Linked DNA regions of Mus musculus: region 2 is linked to region 1. Evidence: chromatin contacts called from public promoter capture Hi-C data. All regions are on one chromosome and are shown on one strand. Each heading gives the region's core, a stretch centred on a gene start, on an enhancer-like site or on the middle of the called end of the contact. The rest is flanking DNA. Distances are from core to core; before and after follow the strand shown. Region 1 holds the start of Akr1c14 (aldo-keto reductase family 1, member C14). Region 2 holds the start of Akr1c13 (aldo-keto reductase family 1, member C13).

What was found. Promoter capture Hi-C pulls out the DNA fragments that hold promoters and counts their contacts.
Region 2: a contact with region 1 is called in a promoter capture Hi-C map of liver, with 2.3 times the contacts expected there. The contact joins the promoter of Akr1c13 here to the promoter of Akr1c14 in region 1. A contact is called at or near these places in 2 of 39 promoter capture datasets (both in liver).

What each region holds. Positions count from the first base shown.
Region 1 is chr13:4,056,770-4,061,726 of GRCm38.p6, forward strand. It overlaps Akr1c14 (aldo-keto reductase family 1, member C14), which reads left to right and starts at 2,822. Exons shown (of 9, transcript NM_134072.2): 1 at 2,822-2,946. The coding sequence starts at 2,863.
Region 2 is chr13:4,188,824-4,193,780 of GRCm38.p6, forward strand. Akr1c13 (aldo-keto reductase family 1, member C13) reads left to right here and starts at 2,364. Exons shown (of 9, transcript NM_013778.2): 1 at 2,364-2,487. The coding sequence starts at 2,404.

The sequences.
Region 1 (4,957 bases), core at 1,572-4,071:
CCCAAACATTCCTTAGCTTTCCCCCCCCCATCACATGCCCATTTCCTTATCTACATATTCAGTTACTAACTTGAAATATAGAAAATCATGAAGTGCGGCTAATAGGAGGACTCAGTGGGTAGAGGAGCTTGTCATGCAAACTTGAGAACTTGAGTTCAATTTCCGGAAAGTGGAAGGAAAGAACTGACTCTACAGAGCTGTCCTTTGACTTCCATATGCCTGTCTTGGCACAGATATGTTAACAACAACAACAACAACAACAACAACAAGGACAACAACGACACATTTTTTTTTTAAAGATTTATTTATTTTATTTATATGAGTACACTGTAGGTGTCTTCAGGCATACACCAGAAGAGGGCATCAGATCCCATTACAGATGGTTGCAAGCTACCATGTGATTGCTAGGAATTGAACTCAAATATTAAAAATGGTTTTCATTGACCTCTGGAAGAGCAGTCAGTGCTCTTAACCAACTGAGCCATTTCTCCAGCCCACAACAACACAAAATGCTAATCAAAGCTAGAGATTCTGTCCTACCAATCACATGGCTGACATCAAGAAAAACAAGAACCAACAAATATTGTTTGAGGAAAGGAGATGGTGGGGCCCTTCAACATGGCTAGTAAGAATGTAAATTACTTCAGCCATTATGGAAATCAGCATGAACTTAGGTTCAGAAAACTAAAACATAGAATTTTCTTTTGGTCCAGCTATTCTGCTCCGCGTATAGATTCAAGAGAATCAAAGTCAGTATAGTAATAGCATCTATATGTCTTAGTTAGGGGTTTACTGCTGTGAACAGATACCATGACCATGGCACCTCTTATAAAGGACAACATTTAATTGGGGTTGACTTACAGGTTCAGAGGTTCAGTCCATTATAATCAAGGTGGGAACATGGCAGCATCCAGGCAGGCATGGTTCAGGAGTTGCTGAGAGTTCTCCATCTTCATCTGAAGACTACTAGCAGAATACTGACTTCTAGGCAGCTAGGATGAGGGTCTTAAAGTTCATGTTCATAGTGACACACCTACTCCAACAGGGACACACCTACTCCAACAGGAACACACCTACTCCAACAGGGCCTTCTCCAACACCTTCTAATAGTGCCACTCCCTGGGGCACTATTATACTATACTTCCACTATAGTATTCATCGGGGCGTCTTAAAAGTGCTATTCACCATGTCCAAGATATGGAATCAGTCTAGGTGCCAATCAATGGAGAAATGGGTAAAGCCATGTGTGGTATCTATTTAAGATAGTGTTTTGCTGTGGATGGCTCTGTGCTGCTTGTATTTTATGTTAATTCTGCTCTCCTGGGAGAGGCTGCCTGGAATGAGGAATGAGTCTCAAGCTCAGGTGGCTTCTTGTGAACCAGTCTCCTAATGAATAAAGGAGCCAATCACTGGGCAAGTAGGAGGGACTTCTGGGTTGGATGGACAAAAATAGGTGGCAGGAGAGAGTTAGACCCTCTTTGGAATGGGACAGCAGACAGGTAAGATGTAGTTGCTAGAGTTTCTGGTATCATGGCAAATTTGCAAGGAATTGGATTTTTTAAAAAAAAAATGTATTTATTATTATAAATAAGTACAGTGTAGCTGTCTTCAGGTGCACCAGAAGAGGGCATCAGATCTCGTTACAGGTGGTTGTGAGCCACCATGTGGTTGCTGTGATTTTAACACTGAGCCTTCTGAAGAACAGTCAGTGCTCTTATCTCAGCCAGTAATTGGATTTTACTTTTTTTTTTTTTTTTTTTTTTTTTTTTAGTTTTTCGAGACAGGGTTTCTCTGTGTAGCCTTGGCTGTCCTGGAACTCACTCTGTAAACCAGGCTGGCTAGTTTACAAGATTAGGTTTTAGTTGTTGCACCCAGAGATTGAGTTACCATTGTTTCTGAACTGAGTTTGTGTTGCGTTTTCCTTCACTCGGTGGCTCATATGGGTTCAAGAAAGGTATGGTGGCAAAGCATGGGATTGCCAGATGTGCACCACAAAGGCATGGGGGATTTGAAGCACGGGGTTGGCGTGGTAGCAACTGCCAGTGGGAACCCGAGAGCTGGGTGGAGAGATTGTGGAGTTTTGAGTCAGTCTCCACAAGATAGAAACAGGCTGGCTGTTGCCCACCAGTGCATGGTCAGCCAGGCCGCTGGGGCAGAGGCACAAGAGTAGGAACGTGCCAGTTCATTTTTTAAATATTTCCTGCAACAGAGCTTTATTTAGGACAGACAAAATCATATCATTTGCACCAAAACGAATGGACTAGGTGAAAATCATCTTGTTAAACATAAAATCCCCAACTCAGAAAGGCAAATAGCTTGTGTGTTCCCCACAGATGGTGTTTGGTTTTTGAAAAAAGACATAAAAGGAGAAGAGACTATTTAGGGGGCCAGAGAGGGAACAGGAGGGGCAGTGGGTAAGCTTGATCAAGAAACATTGTGTCTGGGTGGAAATGTCACAATGAGACTTTTACTGTTTAGAAAGTAAAGAAGAGATACTCTTTTCAAATGAAAACCAGAGCCCAGTAGCTGAAGTTACTTTCTAGGTAACCTGTGATTGATTGCTGTCCATCAGTTTCCCCTTAACAATTTACACAATTAAGCATGGACTGTGAACAGAACCTTTTCTTCTACAAGAAATTCATGGTTTCATTTTCATGCTTTCTTGATTTATTGGAGTTCACTCTCATACACATGCAGACAGCCTCCAGTTTTTGTCTCTGGACTATTGCTTTAAGCTGGCTCCTCCCACATGCCATTGTTTAACTTTCCAGGAGATATTTAAGGAGCTGTAGCAATTTTCCTGGCGTTTATCCTGTGAAAACAGAAGTCTCAAGACCTGCGTGGTTGCATGAGTAACAAGCTATGAATTCTGTATCCCCACGTGTGGTACTAAACGATGGTCACTTCATCCCTGCACTGGGGTTTGGAACCACTGTGCCCGATAAGGTAAGAGTTGTGTCTTGGGCTTAAGAGTTTATAGGAGAAGAGATCAAGGATGTGCTTTTAGATTTGCTCCTGTTTGCTTCAGGCTCACATTAGACATCAGGTCTGCAGATTACAGCTATTCATGTGTAATAGAGGAGTCAGACTTGTTACTGTTCCTTGGAGACTTATCATGTGGACAATATTGTTTATTCTGGGCTCTGCTCTGTTTCTCCTTTAGTTTCAGTCTATTTTACAGTAAATGAAAACCAATCAGTACTACTGCTGTGCTTTGAATTGATTACAAAAGGATTAGTGACATGGATTTTTTTTTCTTTCTGTGCTTCAAATAACTATTCCTCTCAGAAGCCAGAAAACAAATTTGTAGTAGAACTTATTGGAGTTTATGACAAATGATCAGACAAAGAGCAGAGTCTGAGTCCACAGCACAAACTTCAGACCTGCACTGAAGTAGAATTTCTTTCCTACTTTCACTTTAGAAGCATTTACCTAAAAAGAAAATAGAACACTATTTTTGGGGTTAATTATAATTTAACAAAGCAACTCTAAATCCTTGCTCCATGATCCCATTCATGACATTTGAATCAAAATACAACAGGAGGTTTTCCTGGGGAAATGTTTTCATTCTGATCTCATCCTCTGGTTACTTACTCAGTGCGTGGCAAAGACTGGCACTGCAAGCTTAAGTCGCAATTTTCTCATGCAGAAGACATGATCATAGAGATACTTTGACCTCTTCTGATAAGAATTTTTACTTAGCATGCATGCTTGAAAGAGAGGTAAGGAGCAAAGATATCACAGCAGCTCTAGTTTCAGTAAATCTGTAGGAGTCAGTACAGTTTAGAGAAGGGCAGGGCTGCGTTGTGTAAACTGGAACTCAGTGTTTGAGCTCAGTGGTTAAGAGCACTGGCTCCTGTGGCAGAGGAACTAGGTTCAAGTCCTGGCACCCTCATGGTGGCTTACAACTGTCTGTAATTCCAGGTCCAGGAGATTCAAAATCCTCTTCTTGTCTCTGCTGACACCAGGCAACATAGACATGCAGGCTGGCAAAACACTTAAGATAAAATAGTGTTTTTAAATGGAAAACTAAATTATACTATTTTACGTAGATTGAATACATTAGAGAAAACAATTCCTGAAACATTTTGTCGGGCCTTTGATGAATTGAGTCTGATTGGTCCCTGGGCTCACAGGGCAGAAGAGAAAAGGTACACACAGGACTTCCTTAGATATTCAGATCACACACAAAAACATGCTCTCTCTCTCTCTCTCTCTCTCTCTCTCATGTGCATGTGCACAAATAACAAAAATAGAAAAATTAGAAAAATTTTATAACTCATCTTCATTCTTGTTATTGTCTTTGTTGGTAAGATGAATCAGATCCAGGTAGTATTTAAAGCAGACTCATTTTTGTTTTACTTTCCACAAGTCAAATTTCTTAAAGTTATGGAACATACATGTAAATTAGGCATATAGAACAATATCTAAGTACTGAATTTTTACTTTGAACTGAAAACAACAATTTCAACAACAAAAAGCGATGGTGAAGTTAAAACTGCCTCACCAAACCCAAGAGTATTAGAGACAATTTTATCCAGTAAGATAATGTGTGCTTTATTCCTAAGATGTTTTCTCTCACAATAGAACCAGAACAAATATTTATGTAAATAGGTATTTCCTTATGACATTTGCCAGTTCATGTAAACCTACTAGTAATTCACAGCATTATTATTTCCTTTTATTTGTATTAAATACATTTTGAGTTCCATATAGTTTTAAGATAGCACAATAATTGCCCATATTTTGAAAGATTTATTTTAATTTCAATGTGTGAATGTATATATGCCTGGGTGTGGGTATGGACATATGACCCCAAGGCCAGAAGGCGTGGTATCCTGTAGAAATGGAGTTACAGACAGTTGTAAGTCATCTGACATAGGTGCAGGGGAACCAGGCTAAGGAGTTAATGAGATGCAGCCTCATATTTTCTGAATTGTACAAAAGCACGCGCAGG
Region 2 (4,957 bases), core at 1,114-3,613, 130 kb after region 1:
TTTATGAATGTTGAACAAGGACATAAGCTATTGATCTGCATTTTAACATATTATTTATAGTTCTAAAATCAGGGACTGGAGAAATGGTACAGTGGTTAAGAGTGGTTGCTATGAAGTCTTGGGAGCAGTGTTTGTATCCTAGCACCCATAGGATACACCTAGGACTCACATGAATGCTGGTCATTATACCCCCAAGTGATTAGACACATTCTTCTGGTACACCCAGCATATATACACAAGTACTTATTTGAAACAAATGTTGCAAACTGATCTAAGAAGTGAATGTTATAGTAGTTTTTAAGTCATGTTACATATTGCAGAAAACAAAAATCCAGTAACTGCCAGTTCTTTATCAACCACTAAGCACTATTCCATGCTGTCTCCTTTACTATATTTCAGGGTTACACTTGTGAAAATGATAATAGAAAAATACATGAAAAAATTTACAGTGAGTAATTTCAAAAAGAAGACACCAAACCCTACACTGTTGCTGCGGCCACTTGCTGACAGGAACCTGGTATGGCTGCTCCTTGGGAGGTCTGGCCTACAACTGACCAGTGCAGATGTAATGCTCGGAGCCAACCATCAGACAATTTAGGGACCCCGTGAGGAACCTGACAGAAGGACTGGAGGAGCAGGGGGGATTGCAACCCCATAGGAAAAACAACATAGGCTGGCTGGACTATCCAGTGTTCCCAGAGGCTAGACCACCAACCAAGGAATGTACAGGGAGGGATCTATGACTCCAGATACATATGTAGTAGAGGATGGACTTGCCTGACAGCAGTGGGAGGGGAGGACCTTGGTCTCAAGGAGGTTTGAAGGCCCAGCACAGGGAGTTGCTGAATCTGTAGGGTGGGAGAGGGTGGGTGGGAGAGCACCCTCATGGAGGCAAAGGGGGGGAGGAGAGGGTTGATGTGGGATGGGGGGTTTTGTGGAGGGGTAGCTGGGAAGTGAGATATCATTTGAGATGTAAATGAATGGAATGATTAATAAAAAATTTCAGTTTTAGTTGTTGATATCTTTGTTTTTAAAAAAATTCTGAGAAGACTAAATTCAGTTCATGAACTATTTTTCCATTAATTATTTATTCACTTTATATCCTGATCACTACCCACCTGCTCCCCCTTTTATACTGTCTCTACCCCTCCCATTCTCTTCTGAGAGGGTGGCGGTATCCTGGGTATCCCCCTACCTCTGGCACATCAAGTTTCTGCATTGCTAGATGTATTCTCTCCCAGGAGGCCAGACAAGGTAGCCCAGATAGGGAAACAGACTACACAGGCAACAGTTTTAAGGAACATTCCCGTTCCAGTTATTGGGACCCACATGAGACACAAGCTGTACTTCTACTATGTGTGTGTGTGTGTGTGTGTGTGTGTGTGTGTGTGTGCTAGGTTGAGTCTGAGTATGCTCTTTAGTTGATAGTTCAGTCTCTGAGAGCCCCCAAGTATCCAGTTTAGCTGACTCTCTTGGTCTTCTTATAGGGTTTCTACCCTCTTCAGGACTCTCAATCCTTCCCTCAACTCTTCCATAAGAGTCCCTGAGCTCCATCCAAAGTTTGGCTGTGGGCCTCTGCACCTGTTTTAGTCTGATGCTGGATGGAGCCTTTCAGAGGACAGTTATGCTAGCTTCCTTCCTGTCTGCAACCATAACATAACATCTTTCAGGGACTGATACTTGCCCATGGGATGGGAATCAAGTTGAGCTGGATATTCCTTGGCCATTCCCTCAGTTTCTGCTCCATCTTATCTTTGCATTTCTTGTAGACAGGGAAAATTTTGAGTCAAAGTTTTTTGGGTGGTTTGATGCCCCTATCACTTTAAGTGCTCAAGTGTGGCTTCTTTTTTCTTTATGTTTACAGGGCATGCAGTAACTCATGATTTTCAGTGATGCATGTTCAAGTAGAGGCTTCATAATGGCCAAATGAAAATAAGTATCTTCAGTATTATAATTGTTCAACCAATCTCTTCTTTAATAGTATTTAATATATGAGATAAAGAAGAGAAAAACCACAGTAAACACGTACTTTATCTTATATAGTACTTTATTTGAAATTTATCCTTTATATGAAAATGAGTGGCTTGCGTTCTTATTTGTGGAATACTGCTTTAAATTTCTGACTCCTCCCTTGTGTTGGTGTCCATTAGACAGACAATAGTAGTATTTAAAACAGTAGGCACACAACAGTACTGTTAACCATTAGCCAGACAGTAGCACTGATTAATCATTAGCTGGATAGCAGATAGTTAAACATTAGCCAGTGAGTAGGCATGGCTAACTGCCAGAAAGGGAGTGTCCCTTGTTAACCATTAGACAGGAAGTTGATAGACGATGTTTACCCACTTCCGCTTCAGGGCAACAGAATACTCAGGAAGTGCTTAGCCAGGGGAGTGAGAGACAATGAGCTCCAAACAGCACTGTGTCAAACTAAATGATGGCCACTTAATTCCTGCCCTGGGCTTTGGCACCTATAAACCCAAGGAGGTAAGAATACAGGATTGTCAGTATCTCAGGCTAGAGCTAATCCGTGTACAAGAGAACAGAAAGTTAGGTTTGCCCTGCATCAGGGTCTGATTGTGTATCCCCTGCTTGCTGATTGTTCTTGATAAATAGAGGTTACAGCAGCACTTGAAATTGGTGGCTGTGGTTGGGAGACCTAGCTATATTCATGCTTGCTTTTCTCTGAGGAAGACCCCTGTTCCTGGTGAATCAGTAGGGAGGCATGCTGAAGGGGAACAAAGGGGGGCAAACTCTAAAGACATTTTCTCCTGTGGTAGGTGTTAGTGCAGCATATAATGAAGCTATAGGGTACATGTCTCAGTAGCACTAGAACATTTACTATAACTCAGCAAGCGAATTCAGGGACAGGGAGAAAGTTTATCTTCCTTGTTATTTTTACTGTCTGACTGGGAATCTGGTCTTGGTAGGATTTGACTCTTTTTGTTTTTGTTTTTGTTTTTATTTTTATTTTTGTTTGTATTTCCCCTTGGATTTACTTTTCTGGCCTAGGCATGTCTGTGAATCTACTGTTCCCATTTGGGACCTTCCAGCTCTAAGAGTGAACTTGGCTGTGAGCTCCAGGCTTAAAGGGACAGACCCATGACCTAACAATTCTGGGCACTATGCTTTTCTTGTATCCATGCTTCAAAGATTGATAGAGGAGAAGAAAGTCACCAGATTGCCTATCAGCTTTCTTGGTTGCAGTGTGGGAGGGGAGTTCTCTTTATGTCCATAACCTACAACATAATTTTTCATTGCAAAAAGGCAAAATGCCGGAAATGAACATTCAGGGTGGCTTCCTGTATGTTCTCAAATCTGTGGGTTGGAACCCCAAACTCATTTTATGTCTGGGGATCACCACAGCATGAGGCAATGAATTAAAGTGTTGCAGCATTAGGAAGGTTGGGAACCAATGTCGGAGACTAAGGCATGAAACAAATATTTGCAAATACTTTGGTTTTGTTTCAGGGTAGCCATCAGCATCTCACAGTGGATGTTTACCAGAACTAAGTGAGATCTCCCATGTATAACTCTCAACTGTGGAAAACTTTCTGGAATTTTATAGTGAATCATTATGATGGGGAGAAAGAGGACCTAGTAAAGATAAATGTGAGTTATTGGTATTCATTAGTGTATTTTGGATTTAGAACATGGTTGTCCTCAGAACAAAAAACATCAAGTGGACTGTTTGCAAACCTGGAGGGACTTTCTTGTTTTCTATTCCTCCTGATACCTTTTAAATGTGTGGCAAAGGATCTCTTCCCTTGACTTCAAATGTGTCCATCTCCTTCCTGTTAGACTCCAGAGAAATCTGGAGATCTACACAGGATTTGTTACTTTTGCAAAGTTGCACAATATCAAGAATAGGTCAAGGCCACTACTGGAGCCTCAGCTTTGATAACTCACGGTGTCCTTACTCTTGGATAAGGCAGGGCTCGTTTCCAGATAAGGTGGTAGAAGCCAGAACTTAATCACTGTCTTTTATCGTGAAAAGATAACTGTAGAGATTCTTAGGACAATGAAAAAGCTACTCTCATTTACTTTTTCAACCCTTTGTAAGTATTGTATGATTGTATGTGTCTTTGTGTGTTGTGAACAATGTCTGAGGAAGTAAGAGGTCAAAGCTGCCCTCCAATGCTCATGCTTTATCTGTGTGAACCCAGTGTCTCACCGAGTCTGTTGTGCTCAGGGGTGAGCTGCAGGGCTCACCTTGATGCTTCCTCCTCATGCACTGAGTCTGCATGCCATACTCTGCTTTACAAGAGAGCTGGGTTCCAAACTAAGATACCAAAGTTGTCTGCAAGGGTGTTACTGAGTGAGACATCTCCCCAGCCCACACCCTAAACCTTTAACAAAACCCCAGTCATATCATTATTCAAATCTGGCAGCCAAGGCAATAATTTTAGGTTTAATTCTAGCCATGTCTTTTTAAAACAAATAATCTTGGATTGAAGAGGCTGATACCGAAATAAATAACCTCTAACATGATGTAGTTAAGGTACTTTAAATAAGGATATACTCTTACATTAGATGCTTTTTTCTGTCTGTATTTAGATCTCTCAGAAAAAGAGAATGGATATGTAGAAAGACTAACATAGGACAGTACTTTCTCTCCAAGTCCCTATTATTAACCTGGCCTTGCTTGGTATCTGTGATCTTTGCATTTGCATCCTTTTGTAACAGTGTCTTAGCTGGGAGTAGAAGGAGTGTCTGTGTAATTGTCCTGTCCCAAGAAGACTTCCTTGTGTTCAGTTTGCTTAGTCATCCTACTACACACATTTAGTGTGACTTTCTAGCAGGCCACTGAAGCCAGGGTGAGCATCCATCAGTGCTAGTGAGTAACCAGGATTGCATAGGTATAGACAGGCTCTTGGATGCAAAAGTCTTGCTGTTAATTAAAAGACCATGAGAAAGCAATTTTGCCTCATTAGCTCAAACATGAGACAAAATATGG